2 separate regions of the Mus musculus genome follow, and region 1 is linked to region 2. Evidence: chromatin contacts called from public Hi-C data. All regions are on one chromosome and are shown on one strand. The core of a region is the stretch at or near the end of the contact, and the rest is flanking DNA. Distances in the headings are between cores, read along the strand shown. Region 1 overlaps Gm40586 (a long non-coding RNA gene). Region 2 has its middle 4.1 kb from the start of Gm39429.

The links. A called contact is a pair of places that touch in the nucleus more often than the background predicts.
Region 1: a contact with region 2 is called in a Hi-C map of cerebral cortex, with 10 times the contacts expected there. The contact joins two enhancer-like sites. A contact is called at or near these places in 1 of 39 promoter capture datasets (embryonic stem cells), 17 of 484 Hi-C or Micro-C datasets (bone marrow, cardiomyocytes, cerebellar granule neurons and 9 more) and 1 of 115 datasets of contacts at active chromatin or transcription factors (embryonic stem cells).

The regions. Positions count from the first base shown.
Region 1 is chr9:123,465,844-123,469,092 of GRCm38.p6, forward strand. The region is part of intron 1 of Gm40586 (a long non-coding RNA gene); the gene reads left to right. Among named protein-coding and RNA genes, the nearest start is that of Gm40586, 3.3 kb to the left of the region's middle. Within about 2 kb of position 1,403, at least 58 of the 459 cell types and tissues checked have an H3K27ac peak or open chromatin away from gene starts, as enhancers often do. A contact at or near this core is called in cerebral cortex and cortical neurons, where this site is marked.
Region 2 is chr9:110,285,107-110,288,455 of GRCm38.p6, forward strand. No RefSeq gene overlaps it. Among named protein-coding and RNA genes, the nearest start is that of Gm39429, 4.1 kb to the left of the region's middle. Within about 2 kb of position 1,910, at least 46 of the 459 cell types and tissues checked have an H3K27ac peak or open chromatin away from gene starts, as enhancers often do. A contact at or near this core is called in cerebral cortex and cortical neurons, where this site is marked.

The sequences.
Region 1 (3,249 bases), core at 153-2,652, about 13 Mb after region 2:
CGGGCAGACAAATCAGTTTCCCCTGAGAACTGTCACCAGGACTCACACATCAGGAAGTAACCCAGGCTTGGCTGCACATACTGAGAAAAGTTTGTGGAAGGGGAAGCTGAAGAGTTGGATGGGGCTTACTAACAATGTTTCTAGAAATTTCCCTAGGACATCCTTTCCACAGACATTGAAGAGCCTGTCTGGGATTCCTTAGGCATGGCCTGCACTGGAATTAGGAGATTGGATCCTAAGAGAGGAATCTCCTTTCATGGGTGTATTGAGACACAGGGGTTGGGATGAGAAGTGTTGGTAGCACTGCACTGGAAAGAGGAGGCAGGCTACACCGCACAAGGTTACTCCTCAAGAGTAAGGACAAGTCCTTTCCATTAGAGGGGTTTTGTCAAGTGGCATCGGGCAGAATTCCCCACCATACTAAAGATCACAAACAAGCTGATCTGAACACTGGGAGCTTAAGTATCACCAGCGTTCCCATCGTTAGTAACCAACTGAGATGTCAGTCAATATTGTCTCCAGGAAATAGTTCTCTTTAAGTACAAGCATCTAGACATCAGCTCGTGGCATCTAGACAGTGGTTATTTCATTAGTCCTTGCGACTCCATAGCTGCACTAATCTAGCAGTCTGCTTGTGTCTCCATTGTCAGTCAGTTATCCTCAGGCTTAAAAAATTGGTATCTGGGATGGAGAGATGGCTCAGTAGTTAAGATCACCTACTGCTCTTCCAGAGGTCTTGAGTTCATTTCCCAGCAACCACATGGTGGCTCACAACCATCTGTAATGAGATCCAATGCCCTCTTCTGGTGTGTCTGAAGACAGAGACAGTATAGTCACTACATAAAACAAATAAATCATTTTTTTAAATGTTGGTATCTGTGGGCTAGAGAGCTGGTTTGGTGGTTTAAAAAGCTTGCTGCACTTGCAGTGAACCTGTGTTTGATTCCTAGCACTCATGTCAAGTGACACAACTACCTGTGACTTCAGCTCCAGGGATCTAGTTTGTGGCCCCTGAGGACACCTGTACTCATCGCCTCATGCAAGTGCGTGTACATACATACATACATACATACAGCATTGGTATCAATGCTTAATTCCACTGTCTCACACAGCAAATACCATTCCTGACAACCTAACTCTCTGGAGGAGCGAATGGGGTGAGGGGCTCTGCTCCATGAATCCCACCATGCTGGAGGGTGTGAAATCCTAGCAGCTACCATCTGCAAACCCTGGCTTTTGAGGTTGCTGAAGATATTGGAGTGGCCTACCGAGAAGTGGGAAGGTGGAAAGCCAGAGGAGATTGGGAACTAGATTTCAAATTACACATAGTCCTTTTGCCTACTTCTTCTTGGCAAGAGTTGAGTCATAAGAGGTCAGTCAGTTTGAATGGAGCCAGGCAGCTGCTCCCAGAAACAGTGCTGCCCTAGAGAGGGAGACTTCATCCCTGAGCTGGAGAGGCGGTCCTCAGCCCTGTAGGAGAGGAGGACCCCAGTTCTGCCACGTGACCATTCTTAATTGTCTGCTTTTTTATCAATGTCTTTAATTATCTTGTAAGTATCTAAAGGCTCTGCTGACACTGCTTAACAAACACCTCCTGAGTGACAGTCATGTACCTTCTAAATCTGTGAGAGCGGCTGACTGTGGTCTGAAATAGCTGTACAATCAGAGTCCTTTGCTGTCTGCCAAACTGGGCTACCAGCCCTTTGTTCTGGCTTAGATCCCATTCCCTATCCCACAGTGATGTGCAATATAGACGTTCTTTGTGCTGATCTTGGCACCAAGGGTTAGCTCTTTGATCCCCAATCCTCCCTGTCTTCCATGAGACCCACATACTGGTTTATGTAGATAATAATTCAGAGTGCAAGGACTTTTGAAAGTTATGGAGATGCCCTGCAGGAAAACTAGGGACTCTTTCAGATTTCTACTTCTGAAGGAGCATGACTGTTCATACAAGGTAGAAATGGGTCACTTTTTTGAGTGCCTTTATGTGTTCTGGTTCTCATTGCATGCAAATGCATATGTGTGCCATACCACACTCATATATACATGCAGCACCACCTATACATTGCATATACCAAACCACATATGAACATACCATATACATCTAATTATACATTCATGCCTCACATATAAACACACAGCCCTCCACACAACACACACACACATACATACACACACACACACACACATATATACATACACATACATCCACACATCAGTCTCCTTATATAGCACACACCACAGACACACATCACTTATATGACACACAGCAACAGATCTGCTTTAGGAGAAGGTATATAGTGATTTGCTTTTGTTTCTCAAAAAAATGTGCTTCATACCATATTCCTGGTGCAGGGGGACAGCTAACTTGAGAACTAATAAAGTCCCAGCTATGAGGTAAGTGTCCAGTCTAGGGCCTGAGGGATGACTGAACAGATTGCTTCTCCTCTCCTCATGTAGTCAGACAGAACAGTACTCCTGCCGTTGTATAGAGGTCCTTCCATCATTTGACAGTGGCTGGACCTGACTTTCATCATCATGGCTCAGGTCCTGAATGTCTAAAGGTGAATTGTGACTCATTATATTATTAAACGTCACAACCTTGGATACAGAATTAAAGTGCTAATGAGACCTGTAATGCATGAAGTTGTTTGGACAATGACATACACAGATACAGCATCCAAGGAGAAGCCCACACTATGCACATATCTCTATTACATGAGAACCCTAGCTCTGTTCAGTAGGACTATCTGAGCTACTAAACTGTTCCAGCCAGTTCCTCCCTGGAAATGTCTCTGTTTCTGTTACAGTTGAGTCACTGCATAATCCTTTATCTTGTTACACAAGAACTTGGAACCCTAAGAGGTGTACAGTCGAACCCCTACTTGCCTTGGTTCTTCCTTGTCTCTATCATGCTCCAGGTTTAAATGTTACCCCACAGAGTTTTTCCTCAACTGTTTGCACCTCAGCCATGCCTTGTCTCTCCTACCTGCTTGTCCCTGAGAAGTGTATCCTTTCTTCCTCGATGCAGCCAGAGTAACGTTTGTCCTCTCAGCAGTTTGATTAGCTCCTGCTTCTTTTATCTGGAGCAGCAGTGATCTGCCTTGCTGTGGTGGCAGATACAGCCCTCAGAAGGTGCTGGATAAAAGCTTGAAAGTGAAATGCTGTCCTGTTCTCAGTTCTGCCTTCTGGGGCTCTGAATACTGAGGCTGGTAGGAACGAACCTAAAACACTGCAGGAGCCATCTGA
Region 2 (3,349 bases), core at 660-3,159:
AAAGCGAACCAGAAAAAAATTGGGCAGACCTCTGCTTGGGGATGGCCATGGGGGCGGGGAGACCTTTGTTGCTGGAGAGTAGCCAGCATTTGCATGGATTGTTTTAAATAATTGCATGCTACAGATCTCAGTTAAGCAAGAATAGTTTATTGAACACACATCCCAAGACTGATCAATCAGGGCCACAAAAATGACTCGGGACCAAATTTTGTGGTACCAGTCTGTTCTCAGGGCTGGCTTATAAAGGAGCCCCACCCCACCCCCACCCCACCCCCACCCCCACCCCCACCCCTGCAAAAACCAGAATTAACTTATATGCAGGTGCAGGAAGTGCTGCCCTGTGGTCGGCCCCAACTCAAGCCATTTTAGACATAATAGTTCATATTGACCTTTAATTTGATGGGTCCTACACAAAGCTTTGTGGAATTTCTTAAGATTAACAAGCCTCATACAGAACCTAACAGGGTATGTAATCAGCATGGCCCTTCTCTGAGTTGAGTTATTTTTCTGTGTCATTGACTGGCAGGCATATTACAGCAACAATATGAAATAGCTGACAGGTATGGAACAAACTGGCCACAGCTGTGCTGGGGGGGGGGGGGGGCCTCAAGAGTAAACAGGAAAAGTTATTGGATAAACAGAAGCTCAAATCCAGCATTCCTCAGAAATCTCATAAGGCCTGATTCTCTTCACCAATACCTTGCTCCCTTAATCTGCTCCCTCAGGTAAGTGCATCTGGTTTCCAGTCATTCCAGCGGCCTGTGTCAGCCCATGATCCCCAACCTGCTGTCCTAAAATCCCCTTGCTTTTCTGACATTTGCTTCTCTCTAACCTCCAAGAGAGACATTGGCAGTTTGATCTCCCACAAACCTTTCCTTCTGCCCTAGAATTGTCCAGTCCCGTGGATTCACTGTGTGTTCACTTAGAGCAGAACTGAAGATGCGCCCAGCAGTGGTGGCGCACGCCTTTAATCCCAGCACTTGGGAGGCAGAGGCAGGCGGATTTTTGGGTTTGAGGTCAGCCTGGTCTACAAAGTGAGTTTCAGGACAGCCAGGGCTACACAGAGGAACCCTGTCTCAAATAAACAAACAAACAAACAAACAAACAAACAAACTGAAGATGCAGTCCCAGCCTTGGCTTAGGCCTTGGCCTGTGGTTGGGAGAGTCTAAGACCTTTGGCTACATAACCATGAACTGTTCCCAAGGTTGGTGGCATTTCTGTGCCATTTGAGTACTGGATGGGTGTGGTATGAAGACTTGGACCATGTATTCACAGTAACCTGTGGCTCCCCATGGCCTCAGGACTGAAAAACATGTTTGATTTTTTTTTTTTTTTTTGAAACAGAGTCTCACATAGCCTACCTAGGCTGATCTCAGACTTGCATGTAGTTAAGGACGATTCTGAACTATTGACTCTGCTGTCCCCTTCCTCTGGAGTGCTACAATTCTAAGTGAGTGCCTCGTATTTATCTTTCTTTCTTTCTTTTTTCTTTTCTTTTTTTTTTTTTTTCTTTTTGGTTTTTTGAGACAGGGTTTCTCTGTGTAGCCCTGCCTGTCTTGGAACTCACTTTGGCTGTCCTGGAACTCACTTTGTAGACCAGGTTGGCCTCGAACTCAGAAATCCACCTGCTTCTGCCTCCCAAGTGCTGGGATTAAAGGTGTGTGCCACCATGCCCCACTTATCTTTCTTTATTTTCCTTTTAATTCATTGACTTTAAAAAAAATCTTTTTTCTTAAATTACTAACTCCTCCCTCACTAAATACATTGGCCCCAGGCATCCTGAAGCCCTGACCCCTGGTGACTTATACTTCATTTCAGACGTGTGGGCCTTCGGTGCTTCACACACACTTCACAGTTTCCATGCCCCATTGCCAGCTGCTCCCCGAAGGGCCTCAGGATACTACATCCCTCTCACCCCCACCCCTCTCCACTCCCCTGTCTCTCCTGCCTACCTATCAACACCCTGTAACTCGACTTCCTAGTCTGGCAGAGGAGTGAGTCTCTTTGTGACCACAATGTGTTATTTCTTCATGCTACAGGGATGTCTGTCCCTCTGATGGTACCTGCCAGCCTCAGTCATAAGCTGGGTTTTATCTGAGTTTCCTAAAGGACTCAATGAGACAAGAGAGACCCTGTGAACACCCAATCTAACTGAACATCCTTTGTTGCTTGAAGAAAAATCCAAGACTCCAGGAGAGGGAGGCAGAACCCTTGGCCAGGATACACTGGGTGTGGCTGGGGCTCTCAAGTATCCTATGACTCTCTCTCTCTCTTGGGACAAGATGAGTCCTCAGACCCACCTGTGCCATTCAAGCCCTGATTCAGAGCTCGCATTCTGACCACTTCAGCATCAGGGACAATCATACTTGGTTGTTGGGCAGCTTGGCAGGGGCAGCAGCCCTCTGTGATGAGATGCAGTTGGCACCAGAGTGTGGGACAAAGGACTAGCTTGGCAGAGAATCAGACAGTTCCTTCTGCCACCAGCTCCGGCTTTCCGCTGGGGATACGTAAGAGGATTAGGGCTCAGAACTCTGGACAAGGGGCTTTTATTCATGGGACTAAATTTTCATTGGCTTGCAAAACCCAAGTGAATGGGGAGGCTCTGACCTGTGGTCTCTTTGGGGGAGCACGGGGAGCCCTGCCCCCATGGGATGGATAAAGGCATCTACCCCTACCACATCTGTCTAAGGTCAAAGCTTCAGGTCCCAGGGGGGCAACCTCTCCTTGCCATAAGACAGCCATTTACACTCCGGCAGGAGATTTCCCGAGTCAACAGTGGCTTATGAGGGAATCAAAGTCCTGAAATGTCAGGGCAGATGGAGGCATGTTGCCACCGTTCCATCTTCTGTACGTTTGTCCTGGAAAAATGAGTTACAGAAAGGAATTGGAAAGCCCCTCTGCTTGAGTGCCTGAGCAGGTACCAGAATGAGGAAGGGAAGGAACTAGGGCTGCCTGGAGCGGTGCTGGGGCTGCTCTGTGTCCACGGTGGGTGCTCTACCAACCCTAGCAGCCCTGGTTACTGGAGCGATACAGCATGTGCTTATGGGTAATCTTTCTCTCGGCGTCATGGCTTTGAGTGTTGGATGCACCATTTCTTGCCGCGTGTCCACAGTTCTAGTGAGCAACTGACAAACATTTGATTTGCTTCCACTTTTTTTTTTTCCGAGACAAGGTTTTTCTGTGTAGCCCTGGCTGTCCTGGAACTCACTCTGTAGGCCAGGCTGGCCTCGAACTCAGAAATCTGCCTGCCTCTGCCTCCCAAGTGCTGGGATTAAAGGCGTGTGCCACCACGCCCGGCTTTTTCTTTTAAATTTTTTATTTTTATGTGTATGAGTATACTGTCACTGT